Regions from separate parts of the Mus musculus genome. Here all the other regions are linked to region 1. A link is a contact called in public HiChIP or PLAC-seq, capture Hi-C and promoter capture Hi-C data. All regions are on one chromosome and are shown on one strand. Each heading gives the region's core, a stretch centred on a gene start, on an enhancer-like site or on the middle of the called end of the contact. The rest is flanking DNA. Distances are from core to core; before and after follow the strand shown. Region 1 holds the start of Rab44 (RAB44, member RAS oncogene family). Region 2 holds the start of Tmem217 (transmembrane protein 217). Region 3 has its middle 23 kb from the start of Gm26885. Region 4 holds the start of Mapk13 (mitogen-activated protein kinase 13).

Region 1 (3,256 bases), core at 291-2,790:
AGCTCCACCAGGCAAAGACATCTAGGGAAGGGAATCATACTATACCCTGAGGCCAGCGAGGCCTCCAAGTCTGTCAGAATACTGGTCATCCTAGGTCAGGATATCGCCATCCATCACTGACCCTGACACCCCTATTCCATAATAGCATGTCCTAAATTGGTCACAGGCAGGAATGGTCACTGACAGACAGTGGGGACCTTCTTTGGTGAGTCCATGAAAGCCTCTCTCTCTCTCTCTCTCTCTCTCTCTCTCTCACACACACACACACACACACACACACATACACACACACACACACACACACACACTCCACACACTCAGCTCCTAGGCAATTACCCTTACCCTTCACTTGGTGACTCCAAAAGACCCTTCTGTAGTCAGCTGCAGGGTACCCTCCGGCCTCATGCCCGTGTTTCTGATGGATTCTCCTATACACCCTGCACAATGAAAGGCCCCTCACAACCAGTCAAACAATCAAGCCCCAGGTGTCTCCTACACCTCTCCCCTCACCTGGAGCAAACTTGGAAGCCAATGAGCCCTGCTGCTAGCCACCAAGAGATGGCTGGCCACGATGGCACAGACATGGATTTTAGCTCATAGAACAGGGCCCCGAGGCCTCCCATCAAGAATTGGAGAGGAGGGGGGCTGGGCTAAAGAAAAATAAACAAAATGTAAGAATGAAAGAACGGAGGACATAGTAGGACCACAACACAGTAGGACCACAACCTGACATCTGCCAGAGACTACAGGATCTCCCATCCCTACCATCTTGTCACAGAGAGGTGAGAAACTGGGTTAGCCCAGTGTGAAACTTACCTTGGGAAAAGCCAACCACAGCCAATGGTCTCCCACTGCCAACACCCGAGAGCCACCTAGTCCCAATAGCCTGTCCCACCCCACCCCACCCCACCCCAGCTTCACTCACTAACGGATAGAGAAACAGAGTCTCTAAGAAGCCAAGAAGACCTGCCCCATCTCACAAGTCCACAATCTACTCCTCACTCACAGGAGTAATACATACAGCTCGGGCCTCTGTCAGACAGTACAGGAGTACGGAAGTTCAATTTGCACTCCTGAGACTCAGAAGCTAGACAGGAGTTGGGCTTTGAAGTATGACCCCAGCACCCTGAAGATGGAGGCAGGAAGATCAAGAGTTCAAGGTCATCTTCCGCTGTGTAGTGAGTTTAGGACCAACCTGAGCTACACAAGACCCCATCTCAAAAAAAAAAAAAAAAAAAAAAAAAGTCGGTTGGCAGTATATACCTTTAATCCCAGAATTTAGGAGGCAGAGTCAGGTGGATCTCTGTGAGTTCAAGGCCAGCCTTGGCTACATAGAAAGACCCCCATCTCGAAGGAAGGAAGAAGGAAAAAAAGAAAGGAAGGAAGGAAAGAAAGAAGGAAAAGAAACTGCATGGGACCCGTACTGTCCCTCCCCAGCCCCTCCACACAGCAGCATTGCCTGCTGGGGTGAGTCCCAAATCCCACCTCTCAGAGGCTGCCGTTTGCTGGTGCTCCCGGACCTGTGAGGAGGTCACTGTCTGCTCAGCCCACAGAGCCCACACACTCTGCAACTGTCAACAGTCTTGTCTCTTGCCCAATCGCCCCTTTCCGTTCCCTGGCTGCCTCATCTCCTGCGTTCATCTAGGGAACTTCCCCTGGAAAGGGGCCCTGGCTGCACCTTCTGTCTTGCCTGATGCCCTGGGTCCTGGAATTGTAGCAGAAAGTTAGGGCTGGGGAGAGGTTGTGAGCAGAGGTTCTGTGTGTGTGTGTGTGTGTGTGTGTGTGTGTGTGTGTGTTTACGCGCGCGCGCGCGCATCACACTCAGCCTGTAGTAACAAGGCCAGAGTGTCCTCAGCCCAGTAGGAAGGTCAAGCAAGAGAAGCCTCTGTGGCTACAACTGGTGCAGAAAATGCCACAGGGGAACAATACCCCTGTGATGGTTTGTATATGCTTGGCACTTTTAGAAGGTGTGAACTTGTTGGAATGGGTGTGGCCTTGTTAGAGTGGGTGTGGTCTTGTTGGAGTAGGTGTGTCACTGTGGGTATGGGCTTTAAGACCCTCATCCTAGCTGCCTGGAAACTAGTCTACTGCTAGCAGCTTTCAGATGAAGATGTAGAACTCTCACCTCCTCCTGCACCATGCCTGCCTGGATGCTGCCCTGTTCCTGTCTTGATAATAATGGGATGAACCTCTGAACCTGTAAACCAACCCCAATTAAATGTCCTTATAAGACTAGCCCTGGGGCTGGCAAGATGGCACAGTGGGTAAGAGCAACAACTGCTCTTCCGAAGGTCCTGAGTTCAAATCTCAGCAACTATCCATAATGGCTCACAACCATCCGTAATGAGATCTGATCTTGGTGTGTCTGAAGACAGCTACGGTGTACTTATTTTTTTTTAAGATTTATTTATTTATTATATGTAAGTACACTGTAGCTGTCTTCAGACACACCAGAAGAGGGAATCAGATCTTGTTACAGATGGTTGTGAGCCACCATGTGGTTGCTGGGATTTGAACTAAGGACCTTTGGAAGAGCAGTCGGGTGCTCTTACCTGCTGAGCCATCTCACCAGCCCCGTACTTATTTATAATAATAAATAAATCTTTGGGCTGGAGCAAGCAGGGACCGAGCAAGTAGGGCCGACCGGGGTAAGCAGAGATCCTAAATTTAATTCCCAACAACCACATAAAGGCTCACAACCATATGTACAACTACAATGTACTCACATACATTAAATAAATAAATAGGAAAAAAAAAGACTTGCCTTGGTCATGGTGTCTGTTCACAGCAGTAAAACCCTAACTAAGACCCTCCCCCTCACCTCAGGTCCTCACTCAAGGACAGCATATTTGACAGGAGGGGAGCTTGCAGCAAGCTTCCTTCTTAGGAAACAGACTAAGCTAATAGGTTGCAGACCAACAATCATGAGAGCAGCGTGGTACCGGAGCATGATGGTACCAGAGCGTGAAGACGGATGGAGGATGCTGTAGAACAGGACGGGAATGAGCATCCTGTGGTACAGGATGGGATTGGGGCTGCACTTGGAATCTGAGTTATGCAGGGGGATCTGAGTTCAAAGCCAGCCTGGGTTACATGGCTAGGCTTTTTCTCAGAGATTTAAAAAAAAAAAAAAAAAAAAAAAAAAGGAAAAGGAAAAAAAAAGACAGCAATACACTCAAACGTGTGTAAGAACCTCATGCATAAGAAAGACACCATTCCGTGTAAATAAAGAGATTTTGTATTGAATTAGCCCTTA
Region 2 (3,256 bases), core at 344-2,843, 440 kb before region 1:
CTTTCTCCACGTGTGTAATGACAGCTCAGAAAAGTTACACAGCCAATGCTGACTCTCAGTTTCTCTTTCGCTTGAAGAAGGGGGCGAGGGCTGTGTGTAACTCAGTGGCAGAGTGTCTTCAACAGTGTGAAGAGAGAACGGAAGAGGGGGAGAAAGAGGAGAGGGAGGGGGAGGGGAAGAGAAGGAGGAGAGAGAATGGGAAAGAGGGGAGAGAGAGAGGGAAAGGAGGAAGGGAAGAGTGCGAGGTCACAGGTCAAAGGACTACACCTGAACAAAAAAAGACTTAACAGGAAAATCACTAAGGATAGAACTCATGAGGGCGGTGACCAGACACAAACTCTTAACACCAAGCAGCCTGTGGCTGGCAGAAATCTTAAATTCAGTAGTGAAACACATAGGGCTTTCATTTTTCAGGACATCACCCAAAACAAACGGAACCAGTAAACCAAAAGGCAGCCTGACTGAGAGACAATTGCTCAGTGTCAACATACACTAACAAGAGAAAGAAACACTAAGGGAATAAGTTGCTTGAAAGGTCTGCTCTCCAACAAAACAAGAATAAAAGAACTTAATGCATCCACACTGAAAAATCATCACTTCTCCGGGATGCCAGAAGGAATAACTTATTCTCCACCCTGCGGCCACCCTGTAATAATTTCTCAAAAGAAAGGACCAACTCAAGACAGAGTAAGGTCAGGCTTGAGAATTCCCCCTCCCCTGTCTTGCTCATACCCCTGCAGGCCTGGCCCAGGCTCTCCTATCAGAACCCCTTTGGGAGTCCAAGGGAAGACAGGAATGTGATGATGGGCTGGGAACCAAGGCCATGGGGCCACCAACCCTCATGCAAGCAGCCACCCATGCTGTTGGAGACCCCTAAGGAGTTCTGTAGAAAGTCGGAAGCGGTCTGCAGGTGGCCCTCCACGGCTACGCTGACAATGGCAACTCGCCCAACTCCACTGCCCCTCACACTGGTCCCCTGACACCTCCCAGCTGAGGTTCCCCGCCCCCAGACCCCAGTCTGCACCCCACACCCAAGCTGGCCAGGCTCCTCTGATTGACAGCTGCTCCAGCCTGGGCTACTCCGACACCAGCCCTCCGGCCTCGGGGGTACCCCAAGACGGAGGGATTCAGGGACCAGGATCTGGAAGGCTTTGGGTCCAATCCCCACTCCCCTCAGCGTCCTGGGCTCACCTCCCCGGTAGCTTGGCGCTCCTCTTCCAGAACTGCTTGCTGTTCTCGGCGGCCATCTCTCCGGCCCGGGGGAAGGCCTGGTCGGTGGGTCACGGGGGGGCCCCGCGACAGGCCCCCGGGACCCCGCAATCTGAGGGCCAGCCCAGGCCGCTTCCCCGCCGCCGGTCACCCGCTCCCAGCTCCTGGGGGCGCCATCTTGGATGTGGGCACTCCCCCCGCCCAACACCGTTGCCATTGGTGGGCTGAGCAGGCCGGTGGGCGGATGGACCAATGAGGATCCCGGATCCTGCGGGCCGCTGAAGGCCCGCGGCAACGTCAGGGGCTGGGCACACAGGTGGGCCGGGGAGGCGGGGCTTAGATGGGCAGGAAGGCGGGGCTGAAAGTTCCTACTCCCCGGAGGCAGAGAACCAGGTACTGCGAGGAAGAAGTAGATGGGACTGTTGCCTTTGATGGGCTGAGGTTCTGGGGTTGTCTTGGTGGAGAGGGGTAAGGAGAAACCATAACATTTGTATACATTAGTCTTTAAAGGAAGGCCTCATGTAATAATGAACATTTTTTAATGTCCCTCACCTCAATGGCACCCAGGGTGGTTACCCCCCCACCCCCCCACCCCCGCCTTGTTCCCTTATGGTCCTAGTTTCGCAGAGGACAGTTCCGGCCATACCCCAGTGCGGGTAACTGTTGTATGAGTAGCAGTTGATTTATCAGACTCCCCCTTTCTTCCGCTAACTGAACTTCGTGATGTAATCCCTTCTTCGGGTCTGACTCTTTCTGGTTATGAGGATCCAGATACTGAGAAGTCATGCTTAGGAAATACTAATTTATCCTCCAAGTAGCATTTTCTCTAGGGACGTTGTTCATCCCCATGGCAACAATCAGGAAGATGAAGGATGTACCCCCAATATCCTCAACTCCTTTATTAACTGGCTATAAATCTTCCATCTATAGATTCATTTTTCAATCTAATTTTGACTCAAAATGAGATCTAATTTTAGCATGTTGTCTCCTTTGGGTGTCATGTTAATGACTACCTCTCTTTTTTGAGTGTGTTCTGGGACATTTGGGGGAAGATGGAGGGTACTTCCTTTTTCTACTCCGAAGAAATGTTTGTTCAGACAAGGAACTGTGGATATGTGCGAGCTACTGCTCAATCCATCTCTGTACTAACACCCTAGGGTTTCTAAATATTGAAAAATACATTACATTTATTCAGTGTGTGTGTGTGTGTGAGAGAGAGAGAGAGAGGAGAGAGAGAGAGAGAGAGAGAGAGAGAGAGAGAGAGAGAGAGGTCAAAGGAGAACTTCAGTTTTCTCTTCTCACCGAACTCAGGTCGTCAAGACTGGCTGTAAGCCCCTATACCCATTGAGCCATCTTGCTGGCCCAACATACTGGCAAATTCTCAAGGCTCCTTCTTTTCCCACCTAAAGAAACACCTTCTATATGTCCCTCAGTGATTTCTTTTTACATAGACATTACTCCCAGTTTTCAGGCTTCTTTTGCTTGCTAATGTTAAAAGACTAGGACTGTAGACCTGAACAGGTGGCCCAGGGGTTAAAAGCATGTGCTGCCCTTTCAGAGGACCTGAGTTCGGTTCCCAAGTACCCACAACAGGTGGCTCATAATGGCCTGAAATTCCAGATCCAAGGGATCAGACACCCTTTTTTGGCTTCTGTGGACATTGCATACATGTTGTTAACACACATACACACACACACCACATACACACACACACCACATACACACACACACCACATACACACACACACACACAAATAAAAGTAAACATGATAGGAGGCTGGGGAGATGGCTCAGAGGTTAAGAGCACTGACTGCTCTTCCAGAGGTCCTGAGTTCAAATCCCAGCAACCACATGGTAGCTCACAACCATCTGTAATTGGATCTGATGCCCTCTTCTGGTGTGTCTGAAGACAGCAACAGGGTACTCACATACATAAAGTAAATGTAAAAAGTAATAAGCATGATAAGAGTTAGATGAAAAGGGCTATTTCTACTGAACCACTGTTCTTTTATAGACTTGTATCTTATCATTTTTCCCTTTAAAGATT
Region 3 (3,256 bases), core at 535-3,034, 400 kb before region 1:
TCAGATCCCATTCCAGATAGCTGTGAGCCACCATGTGGTTGCTGGGAATTGAACTCAGGACCTCTGGAAGAGCGGTCAGTATTCTCAACCACTGAGCCATCTCTCCAGCCCCATATATTTTATTTTATTTTTTTAAAGATTTATTTATTTAGGGCTGGCAAGATGGCTCAGTGGTTGAGAGTACTGACCGCTCTCCCAGAGGTCCTGAGTTCAATTCCCAGCAACCACATGGTGGCTCACAACCATCCGTAATGAAATCTGATGCCCTCTTCTGGAATATCTGAGGACAGCTACAGTGTACTTACATATAATAAATAAATAATTTTTTTTTGAGACAGGGTTTCTCTGTGTAGTCCTGGCTGTCCTGGAACTCACTCCGTAGCCCAGGCTGGCCTCGAACACAGAAATCCGCCTGCCTCTGCCTCCCGAGTGCTGGGATTAAAGGCGTGTGCCACCACTGCCCGGCTAAATAAATTTTTTTTAATTATTTATTTATTATATATACAGCATCCTGCCTGCATGTAAGCCTGCAGGCCAGAAGAAGGCCTCAGATCTCATTACAGATGGTTGTGAGCCACCATGTTGCGGCTGGGAATTGAACTCAGAACCTCTGGAAAACCAGTTAGTGCTCTTAACCACTGAGCCATCTCTCCAACCCTTCTATACACTTCTTGGTTTTTTTTGTTTTGTTTTGGTTTTTTTTTTTGTTTGTTTGTTTTTTGTTTTTTTCGAGACAGGGTTTCTCTGTATAGCCCTGGCTGTCCTGGAGCTCACTTTGTAGACCAGGCTGGCCTCGAACTCAGAAATCCTCCTGCCTCTGCCTCCCGAGTGCTGGGATTAAAGGCGTGGGCCACCACGCCCGGCTTTCTATACACTTCTTAACTCCTAATATGCAGCAGCCTCAATGGAGAGTGGGATAGTAGGGTTACCTTATATCCTATCTAGTACCTTTAAACCTTGTCTCAGAAAACTACGTACATAAACAAATGAACAAATAAGTAGCCTTCTAAACATTGGCATGGTGGTGGTGTGGGCCTGGAAACTGTGTTTGGTGATTGGAGGTATGGGATCAGGAGTTCAAACTCTTCCCCATCTGTATGTTCATGTTTCGGGCTAGCCTGGGCTGCTTGAGACCATATGCTGTGTAGGAACAACAAAACAAAAGTGTTTGAAGCCAGATACGGTGGGGTTCACGTTCTGTCTCGGCACTGTCTCGGCACTGGGAGGCTGAGGAAGTCCAATGTCTGTGCGTTAGAAGATAACCTTGTCTACAGAAAGAGTCCTAGTCTACATTAGACCTATAAGACCGTGTCTCAAAAAATAAAGTGAAGTAAAAGAAGTGTCTGGGAGTGGAGATCTGTTCGTCCCCGTGGGGCTGTGCATGGGGGCCAGAGGCAGATGTCAGATGTCCATGATCACTCTTCTTTATCCCCTCAAGATGGTCTCTCCTACACCAGACTGGAGTTTGCTATTGCCTGGCTACACTGCCTAAGCTGTCTAAAAACCTCAGAAATCCTCCGGCCTCAGTACCGGGATTCCAGGTGCACACCATGCTCCAGACTGGCTTCTGTGATCTGAACTCAGGGTCACATGCTTTGGCAGCTCTTACCCACCGAGCCATTCTCCCCAACACTATTCGTTTGAATCACATTCCTCCCAGCCCTGAACACTCCTCCTACTGTGTACTCACCGAATTCAGAATAGCGAGCAGTCTAACTCCTTTTCCCAATAAACTGCGAGAAATTCATTTGGACCTGGGGCAGTTCTTCAAATGACCACTAGGTGGCAATCGGCGACAAGTTTCCAGTTAGCACTGCCGGCCAAAACAAGATTCTACAAACAGTATTGAAACCTACAACAGGATTTAATCCCTGCCCCGGTGTCTTCAGCCCAGTCACAGCAGAAGTGAGGAGGCTGGAAACCAGAAATAAACTCGATTAAGAGAAACTTGAGCCGGGCCAGGTGTAAGCGGGTCATTCCACCAGCTGACGACCCTAAGGCAGGAGGGTCAAAAAGTTCCAGGCCTACCGGAATTCGAACTCCAGCAATTTGGTGAGACTGTATAACAAAATAAAAAGCAAAAAGATGGCTGGGCCCGAAAGCACAAAAGATGGCTCCTCAGATTAAAAGTGTTTGCTGCAGGGTCCAGGCAGCCTGAGTTCAACCCTGGAAACCTCATCCTAAAGCTGTCCTTTGACATGTACACACAGGCACACACGCACACACACACACACACACACACACACACACACACACACACACACCATAGCACCCATGTGCCTATACACACACACAGTAATAATAAGAATAAATAGATGGGGGCTGGAGATGCTCAGCGGGTAAGAGCACTGACTACTCTTCCAGAGGTCATGAGTTCAAATCCCAGCAACTACATGGTGGCTCACAACCATCCTTAATAAGATCTGATGCCCTCTTCTGGTGTGTCTGAAGACAGCTACAGTGTACTTAGATATAATAATAAATAAATCTTAGGAAAAAAATAAATAGATATGTTTAGCTTTTTAAAGAGACACTAGAAGGTACTTGGTGTGGGAAACTCTAAGGTTCAGTATACAAAAATGAGCTGTGTAGCCTTGGCTATCCTGGGACTCTCTCTGTAGACCAGGCTGGCCTCGAACCTACAGAGATTCATTCACCTGCCTTGGCCTGTGAAGGTGTGTGTCTCCCATTTTCTTTTCTTTTTAAGATTTATTTTATGTATGTGAGTACACTGTTGCTCTCTTCAGAAAGAAGAGAAGAGGGCTTCCAATCCCGTTATAGATGGTTGTGAGCCGCCATGTGGTTGCTGGGAATTGAACTCAGGACCTCTGAAAGAGCAGTCAGTGCTCTTAACCGCTGAGCCATCTCTCCAGCCCCATGTGCCTCCCATATTCTCCACTCTATCACCTTCTGGGGAAGCCTTCACACTTCCACTAAGGCTGCTTCTGTTAGGGAGGCCCTCCCACTTCTACTCCTGACCTCTCCAGCCCCACCCCATCTCCGCAGCCTGTCACAGGTGGCTACCCCCTCTTCGGCCAACAAGTGTCGCTCTTGGCTCACGGACTCCAATCTAGCTGGCTCCTGCTTCTTCCCTTTCTACCACCCTTCCTCCCCTGGCTTCAGTCCCCAGGCCTCAGTCCCACCTCCCCTGGGCTTCACTCTGCACTGATGACCCAAGCCCTCCCCCATCCCTTCGGTTTTGACCTCTCTGAAATCCACTTTGTTTATGTAACTGCTTCCACTAAGACCGGTCCAC
Region 4 (3,256 bases), core at 368-2,867, 340 kb after region 1:
ACAGTCCCACTTGTAACTAACAAATCTTGAGGGTCAAGGGGGGAAGAGGAGAGAAGGATGAGAACTCCAGGTCCTTGGGACTCTGGACCTCAGCTCTAGCCTTGGACCCCGGGTCTCTAGCCACATCTGTCAGTCTGTCCAGAGCTAGAGGCAAGTCCCCTCCACCTCGAAGCTGGAGGCCACTGAGGAAAGGTTATCTGAAAGGATTAGGGTTCACGATGTACAAGGCTCTATTTGAAATGGACCCTAGCCCTTCTGCCTGGCCCAGAGCTGGGTCACGGGGTCTGTTTCCATCAGACAGGATGGTCAAATGGTCAGGCACCAGGCTCTGCCTCCCGCCCCTTCCAACCTCAGCTCTGCCGCTGCAGAACCGGGGAAACCTTTCTGTGCCTTGGCATGTGTTACGGAGAGGATTATAAAAGTTAGCCAGCCCCCACCCCCGCATGCATTAAATACTCAGTATTTATTGTTAGACTTAGAGTGGCCAGAATGGAGGCAGCTTTAGCTCAAGTGCCCAGGCTCATCGGACTGGAGTCCTCACAGAACCAATCGCGAAGCTCCCCTGTGCCTACTTCCTCCTCACAATCAAGAAAAGGTTGTGTGTTTTCTGGGAAGCGAGCTGGGCAGGCCCTGGCATCTTCTCATTGGGCTCTCCTTAGAGAGCTGAGAAACCAGGGTGGAGCAGAGGAAGTTCTTTCTCCTGGCCCTGCGCGCACGACCCTGGGCAGGCCCCTCCTGGGCCCCTCTCCCTGCCCTCCGATCCCCGGCACATCCACACCCCGAGGCAGCCTACGTTCTCATGGTGCATGTGCTTCAAGAGCAGAAGCTCGCGGTAAGCGCGCTTGGCAAAGATCTCCGACTGGAAGGGCCGGCTCAGCTTCTTGATGGCCACCTTCTCCCCTGTCCGCTTGTCGATGGCCGAGCTGCGGGGTCACAGGCAGGTGAGGGGGAGGGGCGGCGCAAAGGGCCTAAACTGGAGATCCCTCCAGCCCTGTCCTAGGCCACCCCCATTCTGTGCTCCCCAGGCTGGCCGGAGACCAGCAGAAAGAGAGAGAGAGAGAGAGAGAGAGAGAGAGAGAGAGAGAGAGAGAGTGTGTGTGAGTAGGGGGCGACGCCAAGGAAGGGGCGGCAGAGCAAGGAGAGAAGCAGTTCTTGCTGACAGGATGCAGAGCAGGCCAGGAGTCCCTGCTCTGCGATTTGGCAAGTTCCCCTCTTGGGGCCTCATCTGCAACCGCAGGGATCTGTCCCACGAACTCCGAGATCCCTTTTAAAAAGTTACAGCCTTGGAGAACCAGATTCGCCAGCGACTCAACCCACAGGGGCCCCACTGCCACCGGGCTCACTCGGGGAGGCTGCCGAGGGGTGGCCCGTGGCTCCTCTGATTCCTGGGGTCCCCGGGTCTCACCACACCGCTCCATAGGCCCCGCTGCCGACGTGCGCGGGCGCCAGGTAGGTCTTGGGTAGCTCCCAGGCAGTCTTGTTGATGTCCTGCTTGTAGAAGCCCCTTTTCCGAGTGAGGCTCATCCCGGACCCCGTGGTGGCGGTCCTGCGAGGAGGTTGCGGTGGCTGCCCGCGGGCTCCCGGCCCGGGTGTCCCGCCGCGGTCCCCTCCCGCCCCGCGCCCGCTCCTCCCCCGTGGGGCGGCGCACCTGCCGCCTCGCCCAGGTACGTTCCCGCCCCGGCCCGCCCACCGCTCGCCCGCGCTCCGGACTCCGCCCATCACCGGCGAACGCCCCAGGCCCCACCAGCCACCTGCTGCAGGTGCTGAGGGAGGAGGGGGGTGCCCTGCGGGAAAGGGGTGCCTGCGAGGCTGCCTAGAGACTGTAGGAAGAGTTGGGAATGGGGTTAGGGCGCGGGGGGGGGGGCGCTCAACTTGTTGCTAGTTGGGCTAGTTTAAGAAATATACCCTTCACATGTAAGGCGTGGTGGCTCAGGTCTGTACTCAACACAGGAGATAGAGGCAGAGACAGGAGAATTGCTACGATTTTGAGTCCAGTTCAGTACATAGTTCAATGCCAGACTAGGTGAGACCCTGAGGAAGAAGGGAGAGGAGAGACTAGAGAGGAGAGATACAGAGAATGAACAGAGAAGGAAGAGAGGGATAGAAGAAAGGAGGGAGAGATAGAGAGGGTGGGAAGAGAGGGAAGGGGAGAAGAAGGGAGGAAGGGAGGGAGGAAGGAAGGATAGAGAAATAACGTCATTCTTGACTACGCAGTAAACTGGAGACCAGCATAGGTTACATAGTGAGACCCCACAGAAAGATGGAGAGGTTGTTCAGCAGGTTAGAGACTGCACCGCTCTTGAGGATGACCTGAGTTTGGCTTCCAGCACCCAGGTCATCATGCACATAGTTAAACAAAACAAATAAGCAAATAAATAAACAAAAATAGGCATCGTGGTGCACACGCCTTTAATCCCAGCACTTGGAAGGCAGAGGCAGGTGGATTTCTGAGTTTGAGGCCAGCCTGGTCTACAGAGTTCCAGGACAGCCAAGGCTACACAGAGAAACTCTGTCTCAACACCCCTCCTCCCAGAAAACCCTCCGGAGATCCCCAAACAACAACAACAACACAAGAACCCTACAATTCATGGGGTTCTACATGAGCTCCTGTGACCCCAGGACTCTTGTCTTTTCAGTAAGCAGGACTCTCAGATCCTAAGGCTCAGCGACTGACCAGGGCTCAGACTCTATTCCTCTTCCCCATTTTTCTGAAACAAACTCCAGGCATCCAATCCTTCTTCTCATGAGAGATTTGCTGTCTTACACCCAGAGTCGACGGCTGCTAATTCTACAGTCCCCAGAGTTCACAAAGATTTAAACATCCACCGGAGTTTGTTTGATACTGGTGGTGATGGTTTTGTTTTGTTTTTAGCTTTTTAAGATTAATTTATTTTATGTATATGAGTACACTGTAGCTGTCTTCAGACACACCAGAAGAGGGCATTGGATCCCATTACAGTGGTTGCTGGGAATTGAACTCAGGGCTTCTGGAAGAGCAGATAGTTCTCTTAACCGCTGAGCCATCTCTCCAGCCCGGTGGTGATGTTTTTATTGTTGTTGTTGTTGTTTTCTCGAGCAGGGTTTCTCTGTGTAGCCCTGGCTGTCCTGGAACTCACTTTGTAGACCAGGCTGGCCTCGAACTCAGAAATCCACCTGCCTCTGCTTCTCGAGTGCTGGGATTAAAGGTGTGTGCCACCAAGCCTGGCTGGTGATGGTTTTTTTTTTTTTTTTTTTTTTTTTTTTTTTTTTTTTTTTT

Evidence for each region. HiChIP or PLAC-seq counts read pairs in DNA pulled down with a chosen protein or histone mark. Capture Hi-C pulls out chosen DNA fragments and counts their contacts.
Region 2: a capture Hi-C map of macrophages shows a contact between it and region 1, with 4 times the contacts expected there. The contact joins the promoter of Tmem217 here to the promoter of Rab44 in region 1. A contact is called at or near these places in 3 of 484 Hi-C or Micro-C datasets (bone marrow-derived macrophages, cerebral cortex and nephron progenitors), 1 of 115 datasets of contacts at active chromatin or transcription factors (bone marrow-derived macrophages) and 1 of 9 other capture datasets (macrophages).
Region 3: a contact with region 1 is called in an SMC1A HiChIP or PLAC-seq map of large pre-B cells, with 6 times the contacts expected there. The contact joins the enhancer-like site here to the promoter of Rab44 in region 1. A contact is called at or near these places in 3 of 39 promoter capture datasets (hippocampal neurons and liver), 1 of 15 datasets of contacts at CTCF or cohesin (large pre-B cells), 1 of 484 Hi-C or Micro-C datasets (embryonic stem cells), 1 of 115 datasets of contacts at active chromatin or transcription factors (large pre-B cells) and 2 of 9 other capture datasets (adipose tissue and embryonic stem cells).
Region 4: a contact with region 1 is called in a promoter capture Hi-C map of adipose tissue. The contact joins the promoter of Mapk13 here to the promoter of Rab44 in region 1. A contact is called at or near these places in 1 of 484 Hi-C or Micro-C datasets (nephron progenitors), 1 of 115 datasets of contacts at active chromatin or transcription factors (pancreatic cancer cells) and 1 of 9 other capture datasets (adipose tissue).

The regions. Positions count from the first base shown.
Region 1 is chr17:29,112,465-29,115,720 of GRCm38.p6, reverse strand. It overlaps Rab44 (RAB44, member RAS oncogene family), which reads right to left and starts at 1,540. Exons shown (of 14, transcript NM_001364848.1): 1 at 1,486-1,540.
Region 2 is chr17:29,547,930-29,551,185 of GRCm38.p6, reverse strand. It overlaps Tmem217 (transmembrane protein 217), which reads left to right and starts at 1,593. Exons shown (of 3, transcript NM_001162901.1): 1 at 1,593-1,677. It overlaps Tbc1d22b (TBC1 domain family, member 22B), which reads right to left and starts at 1,384. Exons shown (of 13, transcript NM_198647.1): 1 at 1,192-1,384. The coding sequence starts at 1,247.
Region 3 is chr17:29,513,144-29,516,399 of GRCm38.p6, reverse strand. No RefSeq gene overlaps it. Among named protein-coding and RNA genes, the nearest start is that of Gm26885, 23 kb to the right of the region's middle. Within about 2 kb of position 1,784, at least 61 of the 459 cell types and tissues checked have an H3K27ac peak or open chromatin away from gene starts, as enhancers often do. A contact at or near this core is called in liver, where this site is marked.
Region 4 is chr17:28,767,678-28,770,933 of GRCm38.p6, reverse strand. Mapk13 (mitogen-activated protein kinase 13) reads right to left here and starts at 1,617. Exons shown (of 12, transcript NM_011950.2): 1 at 1,406-1,617; 2 at 794-923. The coding sequence starts at 1,524.